Regions from separate parts of the Sus scrofa genome. Here all the other regions are linked to region 2. Evidence: chromatin contacts called from public targeted proximity ligation data. All regions are on one chromosome and are shown on one strand. The core of a region is the stretch at or near the end of the contact, and the rest is flanking DNA. Distances in the headings are between cores, read along the strand shown.

Region 1 (4,133 bases), core at 905-3,404, 150 kb before region 2:
AAGGCAGATTCAATATTTAAAAGATACAATGGATAAACCTCGGTGACCAAGGGCTATGAACGGTGAAAGATAAAGAGGCATCAAGAATCACTTCCTGGAGTCCTTGTCATGGCACAGCGGAAACAAATCTGACTAGGAACCATGAGGTTGTGGGTTCAATCCCTGGCCTTTCTCAGTGGGTTAAGGATCCAGCGTTGCCATGAGCTGTGGTGTAGGTCACAGACGAGGCTCAGATCTGGCGTTGCTGTGGCTCTGGCGTAGGCCAGTGGCTATGGCTCTGATTAGACCCCTAGCCTAGGAACCTCCATATGCCATGAGTGTAGCCCTAAAAAAAAGACTTCCTATTGTATTTGCCAGCTCTACTGAACAGGCAATGGAAAGGATGGCAGAATCTACAGGAAGAGATAAAACGTGGCAGAAGACAGCCTAGGGGTCTAGATACCCTTGGGTATTTGAACGTGTTAAGTTAGAATATCTTATAGCAAATACTCATTTTGTGTCAGCACCAAGGGGAATTCCAAAAGAAGTACTAAGACACTTCCTTTCCTCTATGATCTGGTTAAGCATATACAGATATGAATAAACTATTCATGGTAGTACTTGATAAATGCTGGGGTTAACGAAACCTTCAAAAGTGAGGGGCTAATTTTACCAATGAGTTGTACCACAATAGTCGTAACCTAGTCATCAGGTGATGCAAAAAACCTTCCCAGTATTAGTTTGGACAGCTATCTAAATAAAGATCAATCCATTGATGAATATTAAAATAACATCACTTTCTATAATGAAGCTTCAGAGAAAAATATTTATTCTGAATACGACTTCATCTTTGTCAAATATGACAGATCCACTAGAATCTTTGCATCTCAGAGCAAAGTGGCTTCTAAATGTCAATCAACTAACATTGTTTGTGTCCCTCCACAGATTCAGCAATATTAGCTTGGTCCAAACGTTTATCCCTTGTCAAGGAACTGATCTGACAACTGCTTTGTACTTTTTTTTTTTGTCTTTTAGGGCCACGCCCGTGGCATATGGAGGCTACTAGGCTAGGGGTGGAATCAGAGCTATAGCCGCCAGCCTATGCCACAGCCACAGCAACTTGGGATCCGCGCTGCATCTGCAACCTACACCACAGCTCACGGCAACGCCAGATCCTTAACCCACTGAGCGAGGCCAGGGATCGAATCCGAGTCCTCATGGATGCTAGTCGGGTTCCTTAACCACTGAGCCATGACGGGAACTCCCTGCTTTGTAAATTAAATGCACCATTTAGCAGCATGTGTTAGCCAAGATCGTACAGAGAAAACAAGGAAGCAAATTATTTCTTAAGTCAAGTCAATGGTATATGTAAGTCAGAAGGACACACAATCTGATTTACCAATTCATTAATTCCTATCTGATCTCAAAACTAGCTTGGTGGTGAGCTTCAACAAAGAAATCACAGAACAACAGAGCGAGTGAAGCCCAGAACACGACTGCTATCATATCTCCCTGAAAACCCAACTCAGAGACTCCCTCACTTCATGACAGGGGCAAGTCATGCCAGCACTTCCACTAGATGTCTTCTCTTGCCAAGTGGGAATTTTGAGGCCTTATGATATATGCTAATGTGCCTGAAAAGTAGTTGGTATTCAATTAAAGTTTAATGAATGAAGCCTCCAAGACACTCACTGGACAAATCAAACTATAAAACGAACACAATAACATGCTAACAACATATCATGTTTTTGGCACCATCAAAACTAGCTGCATAAAAACAGACCTGATCATGCACGTTACCTGAGGCTGCCCCAGCAAGATAAGTCATCCTAGCATCAGTAGCTGAGCCAAGAAGCAAGGATGCAGCTAGCGCTTAGGGCATTAACCTAGCACAATTAATGTTTAAAAGGCCTGAGGGTGGTCAGAAAGTCTAGAGATCGGTGACAACATGTAACATATGGTATATTAATATTATTCTGCAATACATGATATGCTCTAGGACATATATGTCTATGTTTTCAGACCTGACAATCGACATAATCAACACAAAATGCTTTCACTCTAATCACAAAGCCAAAGTCTCTTCTCACTACAAATCCGCAGTTCTTTAAAGTGCAGTTACAGCTTTGGTTTTCTTTTCATTTCAGGATTGTCGCTGAAGTTCCTCTTTCGCTAACAGACAAATGCCAGCAGATGGGAGTACATTTCACATTCAAAATACGATGCCCTGTCTCGTATGCAGCACCTCCAGAGGTAGCCCTGAGTCCACCTCCCACCATAATGATGGAAATGAGACAGCCCCCTCAACCCCAAACAACAAAAAATGCACCCCTTGGAAAACCTGAGACAATCATGTTGGAGTCTGAAAACCAAAAGGCTCACCTCTCCCCTGCAGTAAGCTTAACAGTCAGGCTTCAAAGGAGACAGAGCCCATTTCTCAGCTTCCAGGAAGCTCATTCAAACTGGGTTCACGCCTGAGGCAGGCAGCTCCTACTGAGTCCAGCGTGGGTGGGGCTGACATTTAAAAAGCTGCTGGTCTGTGGCTCAGAGTCATTTCTCCCCTCCTCTTGCTGCAGGGGTCTAGCAGAGGTGAGGAGCAGGGTAGGATGGAGGCAGGTGGCTTGGGGAGAATTTTTTCTTGCTCTTGGATTTTTTCTTTCTTTTTCTTTTTCTTTTTTTTTTTTTGGCCTGCACCCACGGCATATGGAGGTTCCCAGGCCAGGGGTCAAATTGGAGCTGTAGCAGCTAGCCTACACCACAGCCACAGCAACCTAGGATCTGAACCACATCTGGGACCTACACCACAGCTCACGGCAACACTGAGTGAGGCCAGGGATTGAACCTGCATCCTCATGGATGCTGGTCAGATTCATTTCCACTGAGCCATGACAGAAACTCCCTCTTGCTCTTTTTTCATGCTCCTTCCCTCTGTATATTCCCAGGGCGGGGGGTGTATTATGAACTGACTTGAGTTTCCCTCAAATGTCTACGTTGAAGTCCTAAGTGTGACTGTCCCAGAGTGTGACTGTATTTGCAGATACAGCCTTCGAAGAGGTAATTGAGTGACGTAAGGTCGTGAAGGTGGGTTCTCCTCTAATCTGCTGAGTGTTCTTTTTTCTTTCTTTTTTTTTTTTTTTCTTTTTGTCTTTTTAGGGCCAAACCCGCAGCATATGGAGATTCCCAGGCTAGGAGTCTAATCGGAGCTACATATGCTGCCTAGGCCACAGCCACAGCAACACCAGATTCGAGCCACGTCTGCAACCTACACCACAGCTTATGACAATGCAGGATCCTTAACCCACTGCATGAAGCCAGGGATCGAACCCTCAACCTCATGGTTCCTAGTAAGATTCACTTCCACTGAGCCACAACAGGAACTCCTGCTGAGTGTTCTTATATGAGGAGGAAAAAACAACACACAGAGGTGTCACACTGAGATGGGGGGAGCAACAGTGTGAAAAGGCAGCGAGGGGACGGCCAGGTGCAAGGCAAGCAGAGGCTTAGAGGATACCAAGCCTGCTGACACACTGGTTTTGGACTTCCAGCCTTGAGAAGTGTGAGGGTATAAATTTCTGTCATTTAAAGCCACCCTATCAGTGCTATTTGGTTATGGGAACCTTAACAAACTGATAATATGGGATGCCTCCCTTCCTAAAAGTCAGGCCAACCTAAACATCATTATGAAATGAAATCCAGAGCAACAAATTCAATAACCTAACAGCAGAAGAAAACATGGCTGGAAGCCTGGAAGTTTCTCCACACGTTCAGATGGGGGCAGGCAGATAATTTATTTAAGTAAATGTGTTTTCAAGCCTGCTTTGACATGAGATTCCTAATTATCAGTGTGCTTTTCACGCAGCAACCCTCCTCCAGCTCCTCAACATCCTTTTCACAACTCTTGGTTCAAGAGCCACTTAAGAAATAAATGATTCATGGCAACTGAAAGCACAATAATTTTCTGTGAGGCATGATGGCTGGGTTTCCAGGTCTAAGGATGATTTAAAAAGATGCTATCCCTTAACCCTCTTAACTTCTTTTACATAAAAAAAGGCAAAAAAAGAGAACCCAGAAAGACCGATGAAGGTCAAATCTGTCCTTCCTAATGGCTATTTCCTACCCATCCAGGACTTACAATCCTACCCTGAAGAAACAAA
Region 2 (4,692 bases), core at 577-3,076:
TCAATATCATGGATGCATCTTAAAAACATTACACTGAGTGAAAGAAGCCAGGCAAGAAAAGACCATATGTGATACGATTTCATCTTACGATATTATGGAAAAAGAAAAACTTGAGTGATGGAAAGTAAAGTGTTTGAGGAACTGAGGACCTGGGAGAGGGATGGGAGGAAGGAGTTGTGTGCATAGAAGAATGCTCAATTTGGGGAGTCATGAGAAATGTTCACAATAGTGGTTGTGGATAGTATGTGTTTGCTAAAACTCAACAAAGTGTAACCTTAAAATCAGTACTTTTTATATTCTGTTAATCATACCTCAATAAAGCTGATTAAATAAAGATATATTAAAAATGCATCTCTATAAATACTCAGGAATCTGATACAAAGATATTCGTGTTTCTTCTTTTTGAAGAAGGAGGAAGAATTTTGTTCTCATTTATGAGAAAAGCCTCCAGGGCCTGTTCTAGCAAAAGTACAATGGGAGACACTTTCTCTTTCACTGGACATGGCTTTGAATGCCTCCTCTCATTTCACGTTTTGGAATTACAAATTCTTCTTTGTGTTCTTCAGTGACGTGTTTTCTGACTAGGATTTTTTCTTTTTTCTTTTAAACAGGACTGGGGCTGTGCAGGGGTTCTGGGAGAGGCTGAATTGCCCCAGGATCATGCTCTTTCTAGGAAACAGGAACTAGGGGGTCAAGGTTTGTGTGGGTTCAGTGTCATCTGAACTTGATGCGCCTTGGCCTCATGTGTCCCTTCCATGTTTAGAAGGTCCCTCTCTTGGGCCTATCATTTCACAGAAGCCCCAGGATATGGTGATTTGGGTGGAGCCTGTATTTTATCTCAAGGTTTGGAGGAATGTCATGTTGATCTATTCCCACTAGAAGCTGGGTACTTCTATGAGTGAACTTCCTGAGAGTCCATGCCATTAATAGATAGGACAATTTTAGCTCTTTGAGCAAAGGTCTCTTGAGTTTTGACTTCAACCTGAAAAACAGATGACAAATGATAGCATTAGGTTCTGCCTGTTAAACTGATTTCCTGGATGATGTTTCTCTTGCATAATCCCTGTTAAATATTTGTACCTGATTCACCTGAGTTAAACAGTTGCAAATTTCCCAGGGTGGAGGAATAGGTACAAGTCAACCCAGGGTACAAATATGGTGCCTAAGTCAGGCCCTGGCGAGTCTTCATTCCCTAAAACGAGGTGTAGCACTCTCATTTTTTACTGTAGCGGACAAAGACATGGTGATTGAAACCAGAAAGAGCCTCATTTAAAAAGGCCAGGCGCCTAGTACCCCCTCCTCTGTGAAGGAAGAAATGAGAAGACATAACCTTTTTATTTATGTATTTTTTAATTGTTTTTTATTTTTTGGCTTTTTAGGGCCACACCCACGGCATACGGAAATTCCCAAGCTAGGGGTCGAATTGGAGCCACATCCACAGCAAGGCGGGATCAAGCCTCATCTGCGGCCTATGCCACAGCTCACGGCAACACCGGATCCTTAACCCACTGAGAGAAGCCAGAGATTGAACCCACAGCCTCATGGTACTAGTTGGATTTGTTACCTCTGAGCCACCATAGGAACTCCTCTTTAGTTTTATGTTGTAGATTACACATTTCTAAATATGTGGGAAATTATCAAAGATTGTGGTTCTTGATTTTGAAAAATGAAATTTTTCCTGTTAAAGTGTAACTATATAGGCATGCATATTAGCCCTATCTTTGCTTAATTTGGAGAGAATCAGCTGTTTCTAATCATTGCTTAAACCCCATAAAGGTTTCCAAGATTGGACCGCACCCAGTCCAAACTCTATCCAAGGTGGGCCAGTTCTGCCATCTAGTGGCCACCTTGTTGAACTACATCAGAGGGCATTCTGCGGTCTAGTCTGTTCTAGTCCTGAGAATTACTTTTAATTTAATGAGTCATGTGATTAGTTTTGGCCTTCATGTCTTTTCATTCCTACCTACTATCTGTGTGACTTGGGAAAATTATTTAATATTTCTGTGACTCAGTCTATCCATCTGCAGAATGGGGATAAGGACCTACTTCCTGTGATTTTCATGAGGCTCATGTGAGATAATATATGGAAAACGCTTAACAGAAGGCCTAGGCACAGGTAAATCCTGAATAAAATTTTATATTTTTATTATATTTCCTAATATAATTATAATTTTGCAAGTCCAGAACTGAAAATAAAAATAGGCTGAAACATAGAGTTCCCACTGTGACTCAGTGGTAATGAACCCAACCAGGATCCATGAGGATATGGGTTCAATCCCTGACCTTGCTCAGTGGGTTAAGGATCCAGCATTGCCTTGAGCTGTGGTGTAGGTCACAGACACAGCTCGGATCCTGCAATCCTGTGGTTCTGGCGCAGGCCGGAGGCTGCAGCTCTGATTCAACCCCTGGCCTGGGAACCTCCATATGCTGGGAGTATGGCCTTAAAAAGACCAAAAAAAAAAAAAAAAAAAAAAAAAAAAAAAGGCCAAAACATGGGAAATCGAGATATGGATATATGAGTATTTCAGAATAAATTAAATATACAATATCCAAAGCTTGGAAGAAGATCAAGTTTATTTAGGCTTCTCGTGTACACTGCCAACAATTGTATCATTGCAATTATGCCCACCTCATTCCAAGTCTTTCCCCACGTCATACTGAATGTTCCCACATGGCAGACAACTCATTACCCTGCATGCGTTTTAAGGCCTTTCTTCCTCTTTCAGGAACATTCTCCCTTTCAATTTTATATTTCACAACCCTTAATTCCTAACTCAAATGCCAGCTTCCTGTACACACTCCTCCAGGGCTGCAAGTAAAGTAGATCTTGCCTTTCATCTCTAGCAGAGCATTTGATGCACATGGATGTGCTGGAGACAGCTGGGAATCTGTGTGTGTGGCCACATCACTACAGGGTGATGTGCTTGCTGTGAGATGTTATATATTATCTTTGTATCTTCTCTCCCCCAACCCAAGGCCTAACACAAAGACTCCACACAAAAAATGCTCCATAGAAGGTTGTAGAACTGAAATAAAATCTTGGAGTTCCCCTCGTGGCACAGTGGTTAATGAATCCGACTAGGAACCATGAGGTTGAGGGTTCGATCTCTGCCCTTGCTCAGTGGGTTAAAGGATCCAACGTTGCCGTGAGCTGTGGTGTAGTTTGTAGACGCGGCTCGGATCCTGTGTTGCTGTGGCTCTGGTGTAGGCCAATGGCTACAGCTCCGATTGGACCCCTAGACTGGAAACCTCCATATGCCACCAGAGTGGCCCAAGAAATAGCAAAAAGACAAAAAAAAAAAAAAAAATCTTGGCAAACAAATATGTAGAACAGTTTTTTAAGAAGGCCGAATGACTCTTAGAAGCATCTAAGGTACATTGGACTAAAATGGCCCAAGGCTTTGAGTTGGCAGGGTTAGTCCATCAAAATATGCTTTAGGATTAAAAATTAAGTAACATTTTATAATAAAAATAACATACTTTGGGATTAAAATCAAGTAATATTTTATAATGACAATAATAGATTTTATTAAAGAATACTTGGAAATTACTGATGAGTAAAGAAAAAAGTCATGGCTCTACTACCCAAATATTATTCATATTTGATGTATTTTCTCAACATTTTGTCTCTACAATGTTTTTATTACATGGCTGTGATCCTTGCCTATTTGCAGTTACAACTTTAACTTATTTAAAATAGTTTCCCATGATGCTATTTGCACATTAGAAGCATCATTTTAAAAAGCAGAATTCCACCAAATAAATGTGCCAGGGTGTAGTTAACAGCATTGTATTTTAGGCATTTGGCTTGTTTATTTATATATATTTGCTATTAAATTGTGATAACACAAGGTGTATCTTTGGGCCTAAAGGTTTTCCTTTGTCTAGGATTTGCTTTGATAAGCCCCAGAAGTATAATCCTTATTGACTTTCTTATCATGGTAAACCCCAATGGACCAAAAATTGGAAACTTGTAATAAACTGAAAGGTAACTGGAAAACGGATTTAGACTTATGATGGCTCCAGGTCTTCCTTATGAACTTTGACCGCCCAGAACTTATTGAAGATGTGAAAAAGGGCTTTAGAAAGTTAAGATAAGCAAGCACAGAAGGCATGCTATTTTCTCAAATCATTTCCTGATATTAAATTGTTTTCTTTATTTATTTTTAAATTTTGTAATGAAATATGGCTGATTTACAATATTATGTTAGTTTCAGGTGTACAGCAAAGTGATTCTGTTATTTTAAAACATACACACACACACACACACACACACACACACACACACACTTTTCAGATTATTTTCCACTATAGGTTATTATGGGATATTGAATATGGTTCCCTGTGGCTTATCTAGAGCTTATGGTTGATTTCTTGGCACATTTGAGTGTGTGTGTATGGATATTGTTGTTTCGTTTTTATAAGTGAAATAAATACTCAGCTAAAATATGTGTTAGCTGACTTCACATCTTTCTTCCACAAAGAATGATTCCCTTGTTTCCTGAATTTATTCATTTATACATTTATTAATTCATTTAAAAATATTTTTATGGAATATTTTTATCTTTATGGATATTTTTATCTTTATGCTATACCAGGCATTCCTGCTAGATGTTATCTAACCAAACATTAATAAGACACTTCTTAAAAGGATTTTTATAGCTTAATGAATAAAAGATAAATAAATGATGA
Region 3 (4,401 bases), core at 554-3,053, 220 kb before region 2:
GTTATTTTTTTGTTTATACCGACGTCGGAATGTTAATATGTAGGGAGCGATCTCAAAGCAGGTCTAGTGTGTTTGGAATGTATTTCTCACCTTTCCTGCTTTTAACTTTTACTGCTGCAGGATTTCAAAAGACATGCTGCTACCTTAAAGATTTTTTTTCTTTATGTGAGACATGCATAAAGCAAGGTCAAGAAAACTGTCACTTCGAGGAAAACTCTCCCTGCCCCCCATGATCACTTGCATCTACAGTGATGGAAGCTACTAGAAGACATTTTTAAAAAAGCTCTAAGCTGCTCTATTACTTAGGATTCTGAGATTCCCCACTGCTTTGCAACGTTCCCTTTCTGTATGCACAGCACAGACTCCTGCCAAGCCAATTACAGCGAATAAACAATGTCTTCTCTGTCAGAACAGAGAATGAATAGTATCACAGAATTCTCCTCTAATGTACAAGACTCCATTTCCCCAACCCAACCCCTTCAGAAGAGAACAGGCAGAATGAGGACTGGTGAGAAAAACCTCCTTCTCCCCCCTGCCAATCTGGAATTGCTTTTTAGCCAGCTCAGGACTATGTAACGTCGGCTCTCTATCAACTGCTAAACAGAGAAAGTCAATGAGTTTATTTTTTTTTTATTTTTAATAGATATTTTTATTTTTATTTTTAGGGTCACACCTGCAGCATACGGGTTTCCAAGTTAGGGGTTGATCAGAGCTGCAGCTGCCAGCCTACACCACAGCCACCGTAACCCCAGATCTGAGCCACGTCTCAAACTACACCATAGCTCAGGGCAACCCCAGATCCTTAACCCACTGAGCGGAGCCAGGGATCGAACCCATATCCTCATGAATACTAGTCGGATTCTTAACCCGCTGCGCCACAATGGGAATCCCAAATTTATTTTCTTTTAAATTGGATAGTATATTTTGGCATTTCTGTGTGTGAATGCATGCCCACGAATATCTTTCTCAGAAAGGAAATTTTCTCAGCTGAAATTTCAGGGCTGAGCAAAAACAGCTTTTAGCTTCAGCCTGAGCAGCAACAGGGGAACTTCACAGAAATGACACAGCAATTTGTGTTAAAAATATTGGCAGCTAATTCATGAATGCTGGAGCTGACGAGGAATTCAGCTGCTTCTGCGAAGGCTTTATTCTCAATAAGCTCGTGATTCATAAAGAAAATGCCTCGAGTTAATTCTCTGAAATATACAGTAGGATGCTGACAGATTTCTCTTTGGTGTCCTTCTGTCTCATCTTCATTCTCTCTCTCTCTCTCTCTCTCTCACACACACACACACAAACACAGCTCTCTCTCTCTCACACACATACACACACAAACACTGCTCTCTCTCTCACACACACACACACACAGCTCGCTCACTCTCTTTCTCTTTTATACACACACACACACACACACACACACACACACTCCTTCCCCTCCCCTGAAAAGAAGCATCAAGTATATAATGCTTTCAAACAAGAAGGATTCGTCATCAACCAACGAAAGATTTACTTACTAAGTATTTTCATAAAAGAAGAACATGGATTTCCTTAAAATCTTTCATATTGGTCAGCCTTAGTTGGTGTAAAAAACTATGATTCATTCCCCCGCCCCATGATGTGAATACAGCATATATCTTATTTTCATCCCTAAAAGGAATTAGCCAATCCTTTTCTCATGAAAGAAAAAATGCTCTTTTTACAATCAGACCTCATTGCCTGTTGTTTTCATGAATATCTGAGAGACACCGACACAAAATAAAAAAAAAAAAAATACAGCTTCCTCTTTCTCCCACCCATTCTGAGTCCAGCTCCATGGGCTCCCAGATGCTGACGGCATCCTCCTGGTAACACATTGAGAAGAGACTGCGGGGTGTCCCCAAAGCCCCACTTTCTCCCCCTGTTTCCTCTCCTTCCCTCTCTCCTCTCACTCTAGGTTTGTATTAGACTCAACAATTCAGCCTTTGTGCGCTTCTACTGCATCTGCAAATTCTAACGATGTGCCCCCCTCTTCCCCATTGGTACAATGGTAATATTTACCTTGGAGAAATGTTTGTCCAAATAAATAGTCAAAATGCTGGCGATGTGTTCCCTTTGAAATATTTGATGAATGTTCTCTCTTTCTTCTTGGCCTATAACCAAAAAAAAAAAAAAAAAAAAAAAAAAGTTAGAAGAAGAAGAAAAAAAAAGACAGACGGACAGAGACTGTGAAAAGATATTTGTCCAGTTGATTGTAAAAAATGCTGGCAAATTTATGTGAAACACCAAGGTTTATATTTCTTCCTGAACAGAGCAAATGACAAAGCAGAGGAAAAAATTACGCATAGAAGTGAATCAATTTAAAACCATTTTTTTTTTTTTTGGTCTTTTTAGGGCTGCACCCATGGCATATGGAAGTTCCCAGAACAGGGGTCGAAATGGAGCTTAACTCACTGAACGAGGGCAGGGATCAAACATGAATCCTCATGGATACTATTTGGGTGCCTAACCCACCAAGCCACAGTGGGAATGCCTAAAATCTCTTGAAAATAGCAGCCAAGTCAATGTCTGGTCAAATACACATCAAATTACTGGGTCCTTCTCCATTTTTCCCAGTTTTAGGAGAAATAATCTATGTTATTTTAGTGAGAGTAAAATTCAAGTAACTGTTGTCTGAATTTGAGATAAAACAAATGATTTATTTGAAGACAGTATTTATGTTTTGAGGGAAGGTAAGCTGTGATTTAACTGTGAAAATGTGTTATTAAAAGTAGAATCTCACTCAGAGTTCCCATCATGGTGCAGTGGAAACGAGTCCAACTAGGAACCATGAGGTTTCGGGTTCAATCCCTGGCCTCGCTCAGCGGGTCAAGAATCGCAGCGGCTCAGATCCTGCATTGTTGTGGCTGTGGCATAGGCCAGCGGCTACAGCTCCTATTAGACCCCTAGCCTGGGAACCTCCATATGCCACGGGAGTGGCCCTAAAAAGACAATAAATAAATAAATAAATAAATAAATAAAATAAAAGCACAATCTCTGGGAGCCTCCTACAATGTAGGTGGGAAAGTAAATTAGTGCAACCACTGTGGAAAACAGTATGGAGTTTCCTCAGAAGACTAAATATAAAACTACCATATGATCCAACAATCCTATTCCTGGGCGTATATCCAGACAAAGCAATGATTCAAAGAGATACATGTACCCCAGTGTTCACTGCAGCATGATTCACAATAGCCAAAGCCTGGAAACAACCTAAATGTCCATCAACAGATGAATGGATTAAGATGTGGTACATATATACAATGGAATACAGTATACTTAGCCATGAAAAAGAGTGAAATAATGCCACACAGGAATATGGATGCAACTAGATATTCTCATACTAAGTGAAATAAATCAGAGAGAGAAAGACATACCATATGATATTATTTATATGTGGAATCTAAAATATGGTACAAATAAACCTATCTATAATGCAGAAACAGACCCACAGACAAGGAGAACAGACTTATGGCTGCTGGAAGTGGGCAGAGGGATGGACTGGGAGTTTGGGGTTAGTAGATACAAACTATTACATTTAGAACAGATAAGAAATGAAGTCCTGTTGCTCAGCAAAGGGAACTATATCCAGTATCCTGGGATAAACCACAATGGAAAGGAATATTTTTAAAAAGAATATGTGTGTATGTGTGTGTGTATAGAACTAAGCCATTCTGCTGTACAAGAGAAATTAGCACAACCTGCAAATCAACTACACTTTATTTATTTATTTTTTGTCTTTTTGCCTTTTCTAGGGCCGCACCCGTGGCATATGGAGGTTCCCAGGCTAGGGGTCGAATTGGAGCTGTAGCCACCAGTCTACGCCAGAGCCACAGAAATATGGGATCCGAGCCGCGTCTGCAACCTACACCACAGCTCACGGCAATGCCGGATCCTTAACCCACTGAGCAAGGCCAGGGATCAAACCTGCAACCTGGAGTTCCCGTCGTGGCGCAGTGTTTAACAAATCCAACTAGGAACCATGAGGTTGCAGGTTCAGTCCCTGCCCTTGCTCAGTGGGTTAACGATCCGGCGTTGCCCTGAGCTGTGGTGTAGGTTGCAGACGCGGCTCGGATACCGCGTTGCTGTGGCTCTGGCGTAGGCCGGTGGCTACAGCTCCAATTCGACCCCAGCCTGGGAACCTCCATATGCCGAGGGAGCGGCCCAAAGAAATAGCAAAAAGACAAAAAAAAAAAAAAAAAACCTGCAACCTCAGGGTTCCTAGTCAGATTCGTTAACCACTGTGCCACAACGGGAACTCCGAACTATACTTTAATTTTTTAAAAAAGTCAGAATCTTTGGTGCATTATGAACAGTGTGGTGGGAATGATACACAGATCTAATTCTGAGTCATTTTTTCATCCGTTCCACTGTGGAAATGGGAAA

What was found.
Region 1: a targeted proximity ligation map of alveolar macrophages shows a contact between it and region 2. A contact is called at or near these places in 4 of 47 Hi-C or Micro-C datasets (alveolar macrophages, epiblast stem cells, liver and 1 more) and 1 of 2 datasets of targeted methods (alveolar macrophages).
Region 3: a targeted proximity ligation map of alveolar macrophages shows a contact between it and region 2. A contact is called at or near these places in 1 of 47 Hi-C or Micro-C datasets (fibroblasts) and 1 of 2 datasets of targeted methods (alveolar macrophages).

The regions. Positions count from the first base shown.
Region 1 is chr4:55,474,247-55,478,379 of Sscrofa11.1, reverse strand. All of the region lies in intron 1 of PAG1 (phosphoprotein associated with glycosphingolipid-enriched microdomains 1), which reads right to left. Among named protein-coding and RNA genes, the nearest start is that of PAG1, 25 kb to the right of the region's middle.
Region 2 is chr4:55,325,330-55,330,021 of Sscrofa11.1, reverse strand. No RefSeq gene overlaps it. Among named protein-coding and RNA genes, the nearest start is that of FABP5, 45 kb to the right of the region's middle.
Region 3 is chr4:55,547,388-55,551,788 of Sscrofa11.1, reverse strand. It overlaps PAG1 (phosphoprotein associated with glycosphingolipid-enriched microdomains 1), which reads right to left. Exons shown (of 9, transcript XM_021089173.1): 3 at 2,038-2,129. Among named protein-coding and RNA genes, the nearest start is that of PAG1, 99 kb to the right of the region's middle.